Linked DNA regions of Zea mays: region 2 is linked to region 1. Evidence: chromatin contacts called from public Hi-C data. All regions are on one chromosome and are shown on one strand. Each heading gives the region's core, a stretch centred on a gene start, on an enhancer-like site or on the middle of the called end of the contact. The rest is flanking DNA. Distances are from core to core; before and after follow the strand shown. Region 1 holds the start of LOC100280079 (Folate synthesis bifunctional protein). Region 2 holds the start of LOC103633112.

Region 1 (5,128 bases), core at 2,575-5,074:
CCTACTCCACGTTGTGGCGTCCCAACGGACGAGGGTTGCAATCAACCCCTCTCAAGCGGTCCAAAGACCAACTTGAATACCACGGTGTTTTGTTTTGCCTTTCAATATCCCGTTTGCGAGGAATCTCCACAACTTGGAGTCTCTCGCCCTTACACTTGAGATTCACAAAGAAATACGGAGTAAGGGTGGGAATGAGCAACACACACAAGACTTCAAAAGATCAGAGCAACAACACGCACACAAGCAGCAACAAGAGCTCGCAACACAACTCAAAGAGTTCACAACTCCACAAGAGCTCTATATGCTATCACAATGAAACGAATGCGTGAAATCAATGTCTTGGTGCTTAGGAATGTTGTAGGAATGCTTGGTGTTCTCCTCCATGCGCCTAAGGGTCCCTTTTATAGCCCCAAGGCAGCTAGGAGCCGTTGAGAACAAATCTGGAAGGCCATCCTTGCCTTCTGTCGTCGGGCGCACCGGACAGTCCGGTGCACACCGGACACTGTCCGGTGCCCGATTTCTTTCCTTAAAAGGCGCAGCCGACCGTTGCCGACCGTTGCAGATCTGGCGCACCGGACAGTCCGGTGCACACCGGACAGTCCGGTGCCCCCTTCCGACCGTTGGCCAGACCACGTGTCGCGCGCAGATTCCGCGGCCGACCGTTGGCTCGGCCGACCGTTGGCTCACCGGACAGTCCGGTGCACACCGGACAGTCTGGTGAATTTTAGCCGCACGCCGTCGGCAAATTCCCGAGAGCGGCGTCTTCAGGTCGAGGCAGCCTGGCGCACCGGACACTGTCCGGTGCACCACCGGACAGTCCGGTGCCCCAGACCGAAACAGCCTGTTGGCTGCACACAGCCAACATTCTCCTTTTCTTCTTCTTTCTGTTTCTAACACTTAGACAAATATATTAGTACACAAAACCAATGTACTAAGGCTTAGAAACATACCTTTACTTGTGATTTGCACTTTGTTCATCCATGGGCATATATTCACATTTAAGCACTTGTGTTGACACTCAATCACCAAAATACTTAGAAATGGCCCAAATGCACATTTCCCTTTCAGCAATGTGGATCAAAATGTCTTTTTTTCTTAAAAAATGCTACTATTTACCCTTTTAAATTTAAATAACAATATAGTCCTCAACCTTATAAATATCTATAATCACAATATGTAAATGTATTGCTGTTGCAACACATAAAACTCATGTGCACTAATCCGCGCTAATGACTAGTAAGGTATAGATAGATGCCGCTCAGAAAGTACGAAAGATGGCTTTAAAATTTTTAAATGTTTCTTCTCGTATAGTGTCATAGGGCATTGAAATTTTCAAGATGGCTTACATGAATAGTCCATGTGACATTCTCATGTAAACTTGAATATGTGTATGGGACTGGGTTTTGATAAAAGTTAGTTTCTTCAAATATAAAACAATATGTTTTGAGCTAAGTTACCACTACAGCCTTATTTACTGAGAGGTATAAACATCTTATTATTAGCTGATAGTTGATCCATATAGTCTTTGTGTGTGAATATAAGAAAAATAGATTAGAGGGCGCTCTATCCAGCACAAAGGAAAAAAAAACAAAGTTCTAAGGATTTAATAAACTATTTAGCACAATTTTTGAAAGGTAGAGTGCGAGACAGATAGAGCAACAAAGCAACGATCAGACCAGACACAGGGGGTGGTCATAATTTACATTGAAGTTGCAGCTAGTTTCTGTTTCAGCAAGTTACCATGCATAGATGTGTAACACAGTATAATAATCAGACCTATCACAACATGAAGCTGATCCAAAATAAGGTGATATGGTCTAAGTCAAGTCTATGTTATGTGCCGCATGTTGGGACACACAACAACAGGAGATATATACATGGTATTGCTAAACATAGCTTGGTTGATGCAATTCACATAGTTATGTACATAGAGTTTAGCAACCTACAGGTCCACTTCAATCCACAAAAGCTAAGCGAACTGTCCATCCAGCTTAAGCATATGATGTGTAGTGTTCCAACTCTAGATCTGTAGAAGCTGCAAATAATAAATACAGGAATGTGAGTATAAAATGGTACATGTATGTATACAATACGTGCAAAGGTAACCAATAAACTTTAACAAAAGCATAGGCAAAAATATCGAGCAGGCAAAACACGCGGCATACCAGGTAAGCAGCCTATTCATATACTATAAGAACTCCACATAAAGCATAAGGGAGCACCAAGGGCTGAATCCGAACTAATCCACCTGAATTTTGAGATGATAACAAAAAACATGGCAGGTGGCAACAACAAAAAACGCTAGGAACAGCATGCACACAGCAAAGCAGAGCTTTCCATGGCACGAACATGTGCAAATATATATAAATAAGACAGCTAAGTAAGTTCCAAGCACACCTCAGTTATTGCTATATTTCTTGTTTTCATGCTTAGAACTCTAATACAAGCATCCTAATTTAATGCAGGAGTGTTTCGTATGCGCTATGAGATGAAGTATTGGTTCTGGGCACCTTTGGTGGTTTTGGCAATGAAGAACAGATGGAAAGGAGTAGATATTTTTCTTAGGATAAGGATCAGAGATACTGCCTACATGAATTGTAAATGGTTGTCCAAGTGCTCACTCAGCAGGCTTAGCACAGTTGTCCATGTTTTTCCTTCTGGCTCAAGGTCGTCGAGGTACGAACCCTCAGCCCGACCGGCCGACCTCCCTTGCACTATCTCGCTGCCCACATAGATAACAGTCCATCTCTCTATGTCGGCGATCGGGGGGCCAAGATCGTGGCAACAGGACAATCGGATGAGCAGTCTACCTTCTAAGCCTTATACGTCAATAGTGCCTATTTATCTTTTTTGCCAGCCTAGAAAAAAAGTTCGAGACTTGTGAGTCGGCTCGACTCGGAGAGGCTCGTGAACCTGAATGAGTCTTAGCCGAGCCTACTTTTTTGCTCACTCAAACAGTCAGTCGAACCCAGCCGAGCTTTGATTGTTTTTTTTTTTGGCACATGTAGAAGAATAGGAAGCGTCAATAGAGCTCCGTTGGATGATTGTTTTTTTCTCTAAATTAAGGTTCAAGATTAAAGTTATTGAAATCTGTTGGAGATGCTCTTACAATGTGTCACACAAAATTTTAATCAGGAATTTAGAATGAACGACGGACTTCGTAGGCAGCATGTGTATACAATCTGTGACAATTATTTTTTTCTTTGTCTAGGACTCTAGAAGTACTAGCTAATCTTGGGCCATTGGGTGGAAGGCTCAAAGCAATACTTGGCCCAGCCCAAAAAATATCATCAGTGGAAAAAAAAAACTAATCCCTAACCTACCGCTCGCCATCCACCAAGCCGCCACCGAGCCTCCCAGTCCCAGTCCGCGCGCCCGGCGCCTCCCTCGAGCGCCTCTGTCCTCCGTCGGCCGTCGCACTGTGCCCCCGTCCGCCTCCGGCCTCCGCCAACCCGCGTCCGCCCACGACTAGGCGGCTCTGGGCAGGTCCTTCCACAAAGGTGAGAGCACAACCCGTTCCAATTTCGTAGAAGCAATAAGCAGATTCCTTGATATATATCAGAGTTGTTGCTATCGCATGTTTGTGATTCTGCATCTGCTGCACACACGTCCCATGAAGGAGTCATCAGTGATGTGACATGGAGGTGGCGGATGGTCGTCCACTCCTCCTACCTAGTGACGCATTCGTGGCAGCCAAAAGTGAATCATCCGTAGGCGCACTAAATGGATCCATTTTAGCCTAGCACAAGAGGGAAACAGGAAAAAAAAAAGAAAAACAAAAAAGCCCACGTACCGCCCAAGTCCCCAACACGCTAAGATTAACCTAACCAGCTGCCTCTCCTCTCTCTCCTAGGCTTTCAGCCGCTCTCCTAGTCTCCTACTCTCCTCTCAGCCGTCGCCGTCGCTCTCCACACCGCTCTCCTCTCTCCTCCGAGCCGCAGCTCTTCTCTCTCCCTCTCCCCTGCGTGCCGCCACTGCGGGCACCCTGCACGCCGCCGCTGCGTGGCCCTACACGCCACCGCTACGGGTGCCCTACGCGCCGCCGTCACTGCTCCAGCTCTCCTCTGTTTCCCAGCCAATGCCGCCGCTCTAACTCCCCAAGGCATCGCCCCGACGACGGCTCAACGAAGCCCCGTCGACGCCTCGCGGACGCCCTGCGCCGCAGCGGGCGCTTTACGCTCCATGGCAAGGCGCGTTAGATGCCTCAGGTTCCACAGGCGCCTTAGCGCCTAAGCGACGCTAAGGCGGCGCTTCAGATAAGCATGCTTTTGAATAAGGTACTTTTCTATATTCATCGCTTAGTTTGTAGCTATGAATTATTTTAGACTGTGTTGTGATTTTTTTTTTCTTTCGTCACTACGTTAGCAACACCTTGATTTTGGCGCGTCCTCCGCCGCTAGGAAGAGCTTCCTGATTTGCGAGAGAGCTATTTGATCACTTGTATTGCCTCGTTGGACTGATAGTTAGTCACAATGGCAGTGGACCAATTTCATGTTTCCCCAGCAGTTTCAAGCAGCAAAAGGATCCCACAGCAAAACACTTGAGCTGACAAGCTCTCTTGCTGTCTTGCATAAGCTTGTAGCACCTTTTTGTTTGGGGAGGTTTGCTAGAGAACTTCTGTATTTTCGTTCATTAATTTCTTCTGGTATATCTCATCAGCTATCATTAGGGAAAAAAAACCTCTTGCTTGTTCCAACATCAAACTTCAAAGCTATATGTCTCCATTGCTGCAGATTTTTTTCATCTGTCAGACTCTCTTTTGGGTGCATGATTGGAACTTTGGTAACCAAGTTTTAGCTTTTGGTTATGCTTGTTCAGCCTCACATTTGTCTGTGTTTTGCCTGTTACCAGATGTGAAGGATTAAAGCTCATGTGAAAGATTCTAAGACTACAATTGGTATCAAGCGGTTGCTTTCTTATTTCTCATACGCTCAACCATGCTCCTGCATGCTAAGGATTCAGTTAGGAAGATGCATTCAGTTGCTAAGAACTACTTTGGTACAATTCTAGCTTTCAATTTAAATCCACTAACATGCAATTAAAAACAACTAAGCCTCTAATGTCTAACTCACCCCTTCCTATTTTTTTGACAGTGTCTGATCTTACTCATCCTCCAAGATCCTTGAAC
Region 2 (5,242 bases), core at 960-3,459, 210 kb after region 1:
CCCTGCGACTGCGACGCGGTGGTGGCGCGCGTCGCCGAGACACGGGCTCGGCGGCGCGATGGACCAGTTGCTGACAAGGTCGGACAGGTTCGCCGTGAGCCGCTCCGGCGCGCCGTAGCCGGAGCCCAGGTGCTTCTCCAGGGCGGATGTCGTGAAGTTGTGGTCCGGCCAGCCGCCGCTGCCGCCGCCGTACTCCATCTTCTTGAGGTAGTCGCAGGCCGGCGGCTCGGCGAAGAGCTCCGGCGCCAGCGCCCTCGAGTTGAGCAGGTCGAGGAAGTTCTCGCTGTCGTCGTGGGCGTCGTGCACGGCCTGCATGCTCCTTCCAACCTCGCCGCCGGCGCCCCTGATCGAGTTGGGGGGGGGGGGGGGGGGGGGGGGGGGGGGAGAGAAAGAATTGAAGCAGCCGAACGAACTGGTGCTGATCGAAACGATTGCATGCATGCACCTCCGAAATGCCGGAAAGTGTCGTGCGTATGCTATGCATGAAACCATTGATTTTATTGTTATTAATTATTAGGACTAGTTAATTAGCAGTGACCTATCATTGAGCAATCCACCAAAGTACTTACTAGTAGCAGAGGGCAAAACTTTCCTCGAAATGATGAGGTGCATAAGTATGCATGTGTGAGAAATGAGAATGGAACCAGGCAAAAAGACTTTGGGAAATGGATTAATAATTAAGTAGTGGTGACAAGGGGGGGCATGGATGCTGCTTGATATGGTTCCACTTTTTTGGTGATCAGTGGCTAACTAGCTAGCTAAGTAGTAGTTTGGTTTTGACATTGTTATACATCTTGCTAGCTACTAGCTATAGGTTCTGTCTCTACCCAACCCTAGGTAGCAACAATAACATGTTTTTTTAATTTCATCTCAAGCAAGCAATCTCACTAGTACTTCTCACAGCTACATGTTATTATATGCTGACACACTTTCGCAACATGCATGAACCTAGCTAGCTAGAGCCTAGACCTAGACAAAGAACCTCTAGGCTCTACTAGCTAGCTCTCCTTTCCCGTCGTCCCGCTGTATTTTGGAAATCGATCGATCGGAAATTAAAGCCCCTTTAGTTCTTTATCTCCCTTTGCCTGCTTCTGCTTTGGTTCCTCATCATCTAGCTCGTTTCGTTCGTGTGCTTTGCCCCTGGAATTGGTTCCTTTGCCGCAGACATACAGTATATAGTAGAGGCTAGTTAACTTTGCAGCTAGCAGCACATGTTCTTGTTCTAATAATTAATTAAGAAGCAAATAAAAAGATTAACCTGCCGGAAATCGATCGGCGCCACTAGCTACTAGCAGGTAAAGGAAACTTATTAGATGCTAGAATATCTACTACTAGCTAGCAGGCAAAGCGAGGCCGCTTTGGAAGGCACTCGATCGATCATATCGGAGGACAAAGGGTAGTGGACGCATGCCCGGCCCCCTCTTATTATTTGCATTCATTCATTTCATCATCACCCGCCCGGCCGGCCGGCTCCGAATCGAATGAATATGCATGCAAATCTGGAGTATTTTAATTTATTTGATTGTGTTCATGGATGGATCAGAGACATGTAGGCATGCATGCATGTGCGCACGGAGATACGTTCGTGCTGCGTGTGTCTTGTCGTACTCACATGATGAGGACTTGGTTCCAGAGGTGGCTCTCGGCGGCGGCGGCGGCAGCGGCGGCGGCCTCAGCTCCACCCGCGGAGTCCAGGCTGAGCCCGGAGTGGTTGGTGAAGGACGCCACGGTGGCGTTGGAGGCCGAGAGACCGTCGGAGGACGTCGTCGCCCGTCCGCCATGCTGCTGCTGCTGCTGCGTCGTCGCTGCCGGCGCCATCGATACCGGGGGCGGCCACCTCGCCGCGGGGGACGGCGGCCACGCGCCGTAGGCAGCCGGGTGCTGCATGTCGCGCCACCAGGAGGAGGCCGACGGCGGCGTCTGGGGCGGCGGGGAGCTGGCGACGGAGGCCTCAGAGCCCTCCTGCGCCATGCACTGCATGCACGGCAGCTGGTGCAGCGCAGCCTAGCTACACGTACCTACTAGCTGATTAGACGACTAGCTGAGCTCCAATCCCTCGCTCTTGTTGCGCCGCGCCGTGCAGTGATGGGGGAGATCGACAACGAACGAGCGTGCATATATGAATGAATTTTTGCTTGCGCGTGCCTGTGCTGTGTGTGTGTGGAGGTCAGGTGATAGGAGGAGAGGACCACATCGCAGTGCAGCTTGTGTGGGACTACTAGCTTTTTAAAGGAGGAATGGATAGCTATGCCGTGGTGACGTCACCGGCCTGGCCTACCCTATAGCAGTATAGCAGCTGTCCCTGTCTATATGGCTTTGGACATCTCTATCCTTTTCGGCCAGGGGGGCTTTGGCGTTCGGCAGTAAGCGCGTGTGTCACACACCCTGCTTTTGTCACTAGTGCTATTACCTTGTCGCTAATCTTCCATGGCCCCCGAAATAATTATAGATATCAAGATATAGCTGCTGCTATTATCTGCTATAGTTGTTTAAAAAGGGTCTAGCCATAGCTGCTGCTATATCGATTCGGCGCCGGATATTGAAGGTGATGAAGAATTGGTTTTGTAGTAGACCGCCATTCTTCATCCGCTTCTTCTTGTCGTCATTCTTCTTGTGCGTCTTGAACGAGCCGGCAAATTCATCTTTTCGCTCTTTGTACTTCTTCCCCGAAGACACATTGATACTTTCCGACGGCATCTTCTCTTCACGCTTCTCTCTCGAGTGGGTCTTCTCGTTCTTGGCGACTTCTCTCGACATCATTTCGAGTGGTTACACTTTTAAATGAAGTGTCGGGCTCCGATACCAATTGAAAGTCACCTATTAAGGGGTGAATAAGCGAAATCTAAATTAACAACTTTAAATACAAACTTCAACCCTGGGTCAGCGTTAGAACAAGAATAGGATCAATCAAGGCGAGGGAGATGTGTTCTCTTCTTGCTTAGAGTTGCACTAATGATTACAGAATTACTTGGTTGCAACTCAAATTGATATGGGATCAATCACAAGCAAGAGAATAAGAGAGATGGGAGAGGAAGAAGCAAATCGCAAGTAAATGATCAAGCGCAACGGTGATTTGTTTCCCGAGGTTCGGTTCCAAAGAACCTACTCTCCGTTGAAGACTCCACTTAGGATGTGTCTCTTTCAACCATTTCCCTCTCCCAAATAGTCACGGAGATCGATTGAGTTTTCTTCTCTTCCCGGGGACACCAAGTCTCGCAAGGACCTCCACACAAAGAAACAAAGTCTCTTGCTTAGCTTTACAACTTGTGAGAATGGGGGTAAGAGCGAGAATGAAAACCAAATTAAGAGCACAAGAACTTGCAACACTCAAATGCACAAGTCGCTAAGTTTCTCAAACTCGAATCGATCGGATGCAACACTTGTATGGCTTTGAATGCGTATAAAGTGTTGCACTTGCATTATGTATGGTTGTTTGGTGTAGCTCTTGTAACTTCAATGTGCAGGCTGTCGTAAAAAGAGGGGTTCAAAAGTAGTTTCTGCGTGTACACTGGACCATGCACAGTATCGATATGGTGCATCACCGGATCGTCTGGCAATGTCTGGAGCAGTGACCATTCTGAGCTGTTAGGGACACCGGACCATGAACAGTGAAAGTCTGCGATGACCTCCGGACCCTGCCACGTCGATATAATCGTTTGAGAACAGTCGATCGTTGAATCTTGTTAGACGGTCAAGTGTGCCACCGAACCGGTTCAACAATCCAACTCTAAATTGCCCGAAATACAACCTCTCTACAACTTCGGTCTGATGCCGCACCAGACTGGGTCCTTGTACACCGGACCGGTCCGACGCTCTCTTCTGTTGAAAACCAGTTGCATCCCTCTTTGCGCACTCAGTCTGGTGCACCACCAAACCGGTCCACTGAGTAGCACATCCTCTAAATCATTTCGTGTCATTTTTAGATAACAAAGGATTAAGAATTTCATTATTTATTGATTGACTATTTTCAGAATGTCACCTCATGCACACATAAAAAGCCAGGTGATTAAACACATAGTACATCTTTCTAGCATGCATCGGCGACCACACATTTAATTACTAGTCAAACTTTTGTTGGCATGCAATACATGCATTGTTCATCTGCCTACACGATATTTTGGTTGCCGGCCGGCCGTGTTTGCCTCGTATATATACGTTGTGGTGTTATTGCCGAGCGCGATGAGTGTGCGTAAAGACTAATCTTGGATAGATGGTAGCAGTGAATAAGGTCGGTCAGATGTTTGGAAAGTATTTCTCCTTTGCCGGCCGCAGAATTCAAGCCCACACACGTACTGACTGCAGCATCCGTAGTCGCTTTCAGAGCACATCGTCTGCATGCTGCCCTTTGACATCCTTGTATGGTGTTGCAGCATGCACATCCCCTCGACCAATTCAAGTCCAAATCACATCCATATCGCCTTGGACTACTAAAAGCTATGTACCAAGATACATCAACGACACCGTGTATTGTACACACATATGTGACATTTCATTTCATCATGCATGGTATAGGTATCTAGACACCCATGCCTGTGAATGTGATACATATGCATTGGAATGACAGGGATAAGACTTGATATCTAATAAGTCAACCACCAGCTTAGTGAAGACATGCATGCATCAAACCTAGGTTGACTATTACTTAAATCTGCATGCATGGAAGACAGAGAAATTCTGCTGGTTAATAAACAAACAAACAAACAAAAAACTAGCATTTAATCTGTTTAACCTGTGTCAGCTGGTAGCAAATAATATACCAGGTGCTTAATGCTTTATGTTTTTTCTCACCATAAATAAAATGTATTTGCACTCTAGCAGTCTAGCTAGTAGACTTTTTTGAGAAATAATTTAATATTTTACGACCGTATGTAGTAGAACTGAGTTGACACCCTGACGCCGAAATTAGCGGGCGACACAAATAAATGGGACAACAGCAAAGGAGATCGATCGAGGAAGACGGCTTTACAAGACTTACTCGAAAACGCGTCTGAAATTATTGGGGGGGACATGATGACAAGCAAAGCAATAGATGTCAAGGTTGAAATCCCTTGTCGTTAAGGTTGAAGCCACCACCACCACAACAAGAAAAGCAGCATGCATGCTTCAGCTCGCTTGCATATGCCTTTTTCTCCTGCATCTCTCATACTCCACTATCTAGCCTTGCTGAGGCCGCCCATAGGCGGAGGTCAAAACTTAGTTAGGTAAAGATTCAATTTTTGAATAATGACTGGGTTTTATTTGC

What was found. Hi-C and Micro-C count contacts between places; a contact is called where the count stands out from the background.
Region 2: a Hi-C map of ear shows a contact between it and region 1, with 2.3 times the contacts expected there. The contact joins the promoter of LOC103633112 here to the promoter of LOC100280079 in region 1. A contact is called at or near these places in 2 of 25 Hi-C or Micro-C datasets (ear and tassel).

Annotation. Positions count from the first base shown.
Region 1 is chr7:150,454,554-150,459,681 of Zm-B73-REFERENCE-NAM-5.0, forward strand. It overlaps LOC100280079 (Folate synthesis bifunctional protein), which reads left to right and starts at 3,825. Exons shown (of 3, transcript NM_001153018.1): 1 at 3,825-4,277; 2 at 4,852-4,998; 3 at 5,094-5,128. The coding sequence starts at 4,938.
Region 2 is chr7:150,670,802-150,676,043 of Zm-B73-REFERENCE-NAM-5.0, forward strand. LOC103633112 reads right to left here and starts at 2,210. Exons shown (of 7, transcript XM_020541208.1): 1 at 1,613-2,210; 2 at 1-343. The coding sequence starts at 1,980.